Linked DNA regions of Sus scrofa: region 2 is linked to region 1. The links are chromatin contacts, called in public promoter capture Hi-C maps. All regions are on one chromosome and are shown on one strand. The core of a region is the stretch at or near the end of the contact, and the rest is flanking DNA. Distances in the headings are between cores, read along the strand shown.

Evidence for each region. Promoter capture Hi-C pulls out the DNA fragments that hold promoters and counts their contacts.
Region 2: a contact with region 1 is called in a promoter capture Hi-C map of liver, with 8 times the contacts expected there. The contact joins the enhancer-like site here to the promoter of PDE3B in region 1. A contact is called at or near these places in 2 of 5 promoter capture datasets (fetal liver and liver), 18 of 47 Hi-C or Micro-C datasets (alveolar macrophages, blood, embryonic fibroblasts and 9 more) and 2 of 2 datasets of contacts at active chromatin or transcription factors (alveolar macrophages and skeletal muscle).

The regions. Positions count from the first base shown.
Region 1 is chr2:44,612,627-44,615,565 of Sscrofa11.1, reverse strand. It overlaps PDE3B (cGMP-inhibited 3',5'-cyclic phosphodiesterase B), which reads left to right and starts at 1,491. Exons shown (of 17, transcript XM_021083299.1): 1 at 1,491-2,769. The coding sequence starts at 1,792.
Region 2 is chr2:44,724,848-44,727,547 of Sscrofa11.1, reverse strand. It overlaps LOC106507279 (a long non-coding RNA gene), which reads left to right. Exons shown (of 7, transcript XR_001303160.2): 3 at 1,332-1,422. Among named protein-coding and RNA genes, the nearest start is that of PSMA1, 14 kb to the left of the region's middle. Within about 2 kb of position 1,352, at least 5 of the 83 cell types and tissues checked have an H3K27ac peak or open chromatin away from gene starts, as enhancers often do. A contact at or near this core is called in fetal liver and liver, where this site is marked.

The DNA of each region.
Region 1 (2,939 bases), core at 242-2,741:
TTTTTAAAAAAAATTCAATTGTTGTGGTGGAAAAAAAAACCCATGAATTTTTATCTTTTAGGGCAAAGCATCTCAGTAATCAATTTGAAGCCTTTATTAAATATTTTTTCCCCTTATCCGAGAGGCAAACAAGGAAAAGGAACTCTGGTCTTTTCTCATTTTGGTCAAACACTTGTGCTAATTTCTCTGTGATTTATGCTATGTATGTGAACTATGACCATATATGAAAATAGTCTGTTCTAGGTCATGGCTGTGGGCAGAGATTAATTGGTGAAAAATGGGCCTGTTTGTGGGATTTACCACACAGTAAGGTTTCACATCTCCCTGGAAAAATGTGGAATTAGCTCTCTGAGAAATGCAGGGCTGTCATGAGGTTGAAGGGAGACTTTCGGTGGAGGGAAACACAGTTCACTCTCTAAGGCAGTTATGATTGGTGAAATTCCAGAGCAGTCCCTTTGGTACAGCAAAGTTCTTCCCGCTTTCAAGTCAGTGTTTCCTACGTGCAGTTAGTTTCACTAGTAATTCACAGATAGCATCCTATTTAGCTCCTTTCATGGCCAACTGATATAAACTAGGCAATGGTCTTGGTGAGAACTCCTAATCCTTCAATCGCCCCTGCAACCCCCCACCCCAACACGCAATTACAGTGAAAAAGCCTTCTACGTGGAAAGAACTTTCCAACAGATTTTCTAGGCATGTTGGGGGTAGGGATACAGATGTGAACAGAGGGTATGTTTGGGCAGGGAGTGCTAAGATGGAACAGTAGTTCCTCTCCCATGAAGATGGTTCTTGAGAAAGACAAACTCCATAATATCTACTAGGATGCTTCCAGAGAGCGCTCCAGGTGCATGCTTCTCCTTAAAAACCGTTGCAAGGGTCTGCAGCGTGGCCCAAGAGTCCACGTTGCTGCTGAGGGACAGATCTAGCCACAATGAGCTTGTTCGCCATGACCTTGGTGGTGGCTGACCCTTACCGGGTCACAGCACGCTTGGACAGTCCAATGACCCACCCTAAACTGAAATGAGGGTAGAGGTAGGACCCGCCGCCTCTTCAACTCAGTTTCTCTACTAGGCAATCCCCTTGGGGGCCATAAACGCCCTCTTAACCCAAGCTCCCGGTAGTGACCTGTCGGAGCTTGGCTGAAGTCTGTGACTTACCCCAAAGGGAACCTGCGCGCCTGGGGTCCCAGGATGGCGGGCGCGCCCTCTTCTATCCGAAAAGGACTCCGCCTGTCTCTCCCAGCCCCGGCCAGTCTTCCGACAGCCCTAGCCGCGCTCTCTCCAGTCCCCGCACTATTAGTGGGCAGGGGTCCCCGGCTCACGTCGAGACCAGCAGCTACGAGAACAAGAGGCGGTGCCGGTGGCTGCTGGACTGGACAGGGCGCGAGCGCGCGCGGGCGGCGGGCCGGGCGCGCGCCCGGCCGGGGCAGCGGCGGGGGAGGAGCGCCCGCCCGCCGCTCGCGCGCCCAACGGACCAGGCTGGGGCCGTGAGGTAACTGTTGCAGCCCGCGGGAGCTGGGAGGCGACACCGAGGCTCTAGTGTCGAGAAGTGTCCGAGGCAAAAGGAGAGGGTCCTGCCGCAGCGGTCCGGGAGCAAAGCCCCTTCCGCCCCTCTGCTCAGCCAGCATGTCGCGGACCCCGCCGCTTCCCCGGCCGCGCGGCGGGGACCCTGGGCCGAGGCGGCGGGCGCAGCCCTGACGCGCTGCCGAGCCGGGGGGCGCCCCGAGCGCGAGCCGCTGCTGCTGTCTGAGCGGGGCGTGCCGAGCCCCTGCTGCCACTCCGGGTCCGGGCCATGAGGAGGGACGAGCGAGACGCCAAAGCCATGCGGTATCCACAGCCGCCGGACGGGGCCGGCTCTCCCCCTGAGAGCCTGAGGAACGGCTACGTGAAGGGCTGCGTGAGCCCCCTGCGGCAGGACCCTCCGCGCGGCTTCTTCTTCCACCTCTGCCGCTTCTGCAACGTGGAGCTGCTGCTGCCGCCGCGGGCCTCCCCCCAGCAGCCGCGGCGCGGCTCCCCCTTCTCCCCGGCGCGCCTCGCGCTGGGCGCCCTGGCCGCCTTTGTCCTCGCCCTGCTGTTCGGCTCGGGGCCCGAGAGCTGGGCTGCTGGGGCCGCCCGGCTGCGGACCCTGTTAAGCGTTTGTTCGCACAGCCTCAGCCCCCTCTTCAGCATCGCCTGTGCCTTCTTCTTCCTCACCTGCTTCCTGACGCGGACCAAGCGGGGCCCCGGCCCGGGCCGGAGCGGCGGCGGCTCCTGGTGGCTGCTGGCGCTGCCTGGCTGCTGTTACCTGGGGGACTTCTTGGTGGAGCAGTGGGGGTCTTGGCCTTGGGGGGACGGAGACGCTGGGACCCCGGCCCCGCACACGCCCGCAGCGGTGGCAGGCAGGTGGTTCTTGGTGCTGAGCTGCGTGGGCTTGCTGACACTCGTGCACCCGGCGAGGCTCCAGCACAGCATCCTGGTGCTGCTCCTCTCCAGCTTCGTCTGGTGGGTGTCCTTCACCAGCCTCGGGGCGCTGACCCCAGCCGTCCGGCCGCTGCTGTCCTGCCTGGTGGGGAGCGTCGGCTGCCTGCTGGCCCTGGGGCTGGATCACTTCTTTCAAATCAGGGAAGCTCCCCATCATCCTCGGTTGTCCAGTACCGCCGAAGAAAAAGTGCCTGTGATCAGACCCCGGAGGAGGTCCAGCTGCGTGTCGTTCGGAGAAACTTCAGCCAGTTACTATGGAAGTTGCAAAATGTTTAGGAGACCTTCGTTGCCTTGCGTTTCGAGAGAACAGGTATGTTACCAGAAAGCAAGGTTTGGTAAGGAAGGGAGGGCGGTTTTATCGCTTCAGTTCCCGAGTTGAATTAGCGTGTTTGAAAGCATGTTAACTTCCAGGGTGAAAAAAAGAAAAGTTTTGTTCTGGAAAAAGTTCCTGAAATACAAGAAGCTTTTTTAAAAGGCAAA
Region 2 (2,700 bases), core at 103-2,602, 110 kb before region 1:
TATTTAGCTGCCAAGATCTATGACACATAGTAATACTCTCCTTTAAAGCTTTAGCATTCAATATGGCTGACTGCTACAAAAATAGAAACATGGATGGTGAAGTTTGAAATAGGGACATCCTTCTTTAGCATATTTGATTGATTGATTGTTTTTTTCTTTTTTCTTTTTGTCTTTTTGCCTTTTCTAGGGCCACTCCCACAGCATATGGAGGTTCCCAGGCTAGGGGTCTAATCGGAGCTGTAGCTGCTGGCCTACGCCAGAACCACAGCAACGCAGGATCCGAGCCTCGTCTACGACCTACACCACAGCTCATGGCAACGCCGGATCCTTAACCCACTGAGCAAGGCCAGGGATCAAACTCACAACTTCATGGTTCCTTAAGTCAGATTCGTTCACCACTGAGCCACTAAGGGAACTCCTATTTTTCTTTTTAGGGCTGCACCCATAACATAGAGAAGTTCCCCAGCTGGGTTAGTGGTTAAATTGGAGCTGCAGCTGCTGGCCTTCACCACAACAATGCCAGATCCCAGCTGCATCTCACGGCAACGCTGGATCTTTAACCCACTGAGTGGGGCCAAGGATCGAACCCAGATCCTCATGGATACTGGTGGGGTTTGTTACTGCTGAGCCACGGTGGGAACTCCTGTTTAGCACATTTGAGTAATCATTTGGTCTGGAAATTATTTCATCCTTTATTTTAAAAAAAGCCTTTTAATTTTCAGAAATAAATAAAATCTTGTTGAGGAGTTCACTGTGGCTCAGTGGGTTGACGATCCAGCATTGTCACTGCTGCAGCTCAGGTTATTGCTATGGTGAGGGTTCAATCCCTGGCCTGGGAACTTCCACATGCCGCAGGCAAGGCCAAAAGGAAAAAAATAAAAGTAAAATGAACTCTTAGTACCCTAGCAAAATAAAATGTATTCTGGTCTCATTTTCTTACAAATAACCCTGAGATTGTTTGGAAAACCACTTTCTATATTAAAAACAGGCATTTCTTCCTTTAATGGGTCAAAGCCAGCAATTTTTTTTAAGTGTCAAAATGGCTTCAGAGTTTCTTTTCCTTTGGCCTGTTGCTGAGGTGGCAAGGGTAACCATTGAGAAATAAAAGAACAGAGACATTTTAGGATCGAAAGAATATTCTTATAAATTAGGCAACATTTTTCATTTGTTGCATTTCTTTTTCTTTCCTCACAACAAGATGGGAAAATTCAAATTATTCTACCAGGAGGTTAATAATTCCTTAGATGTTCTAAGTGACGTGCCCTTTGAAATCAGTGTTTTCTAGAATTGAAGTCCAAAGTTACATGCGCAATTCCTTTTTCTGCTGCTAGGTGGCAATTAACACCTTGGAGAGAAATAAAATCACCTCACCACCACCCCTGTCCCCAACCAGAAAGAAACGTGCATTTTCTCTTCCTTAAGGTAAGCATTCTCTTAAGGAATTATCCCTTTCCTGCTTTGTTTTGTTTGAATGAATTTACATTCACTTTTTCCTTTAATTGTTAAGGATAACACACTACAAGTTCAACACAGGCTGCTATAGCTAGGGAAGAATAGATCATATCTCTTAAAGAGGGTGGTTTCCAGAGTGTATGTTCATGAGTGATATAGAGTAGGAAGTTGCTATAATTTCCCTGCAGCATTTTGTTTTTCTTTTTCTTTTCTTTTTTTTTTTTTTTTTTTTTTTTGTCTTTTTAGGGCCACACCCAAGGCATATGGAGGTTCCCAGGACAGGGGTCCAATCGGAGCTGTAGCTGTCAGCCTACACCACAGCCACAGCCACAGCCACAGGGGATCCTAGCTGCATCTGTGATCTACACCACAGCTCAGGGCAATGCCAGATCCTTAACCCCCTGAGAGAGGTCAAGGATTGAACCTGCGTCCTCATGGATGCTAGTCGGGTTTGTTAACCACTGAGCCACGACGGGAACTCCAGCATTTTGTTTTCCTCAATTTTAGTAAAGAAAAATTTCCTGTGAAAGGAATTACAACTGGCCCACGTAGCATTATGCCAAATGTAATATAATTAAATATAAAACAAAAATGGAGAAAGAAAATAATTTTAAATTCAATGTGGTAAACTTGCCTTTCCAAGTGGACTATTGGAAAAACAATGAAATAATTCTTCATAAGAGTCACAAAGTGGTGCTGTACAAAAATATGTATATTTTTTTGAATAACCTACCCAGATTTATCTATTCCTAGCAAAATTATTTAAAGACTACACATATATTTACAAGTCAAGTGAATCTGATCTACATCCTTTTAAAAATATGTTTAATCGTGGACATTGCTTTTCATGACCTTCTTTCCCAAAAGAGTATATGTAGTGGGTGTTTGTTTTATATAAAATTCAAAATATCAAATCCCTGTTCAAAGAAGACTTCTCAGTTTGGGTCTTAAACTGAAAAGACTCTTCCCCAGGCTGAACTTAATGAAGCCTAACACCAAAAAGAAAAGCTGCTTCTGGCATTCTAGGCCTTCCGCACATCCAGATGGCCTGTCTGTAGCTTAGCCAGAACCAAACCCTTCCTGCTGCTGGCCTTGGATGACAGCCCCAGGCTACACCAGCTTCCATACTCTTTTAACTCTTCAGTGTCCAAGGTTTTTAAGAGGAGATGGATCTTTCACTGTGAATTTGGCTGAAAGGGTAAATCAAGTTTTAAACTTGAAGTTTAGTTTATAAAATTTTTATCCACA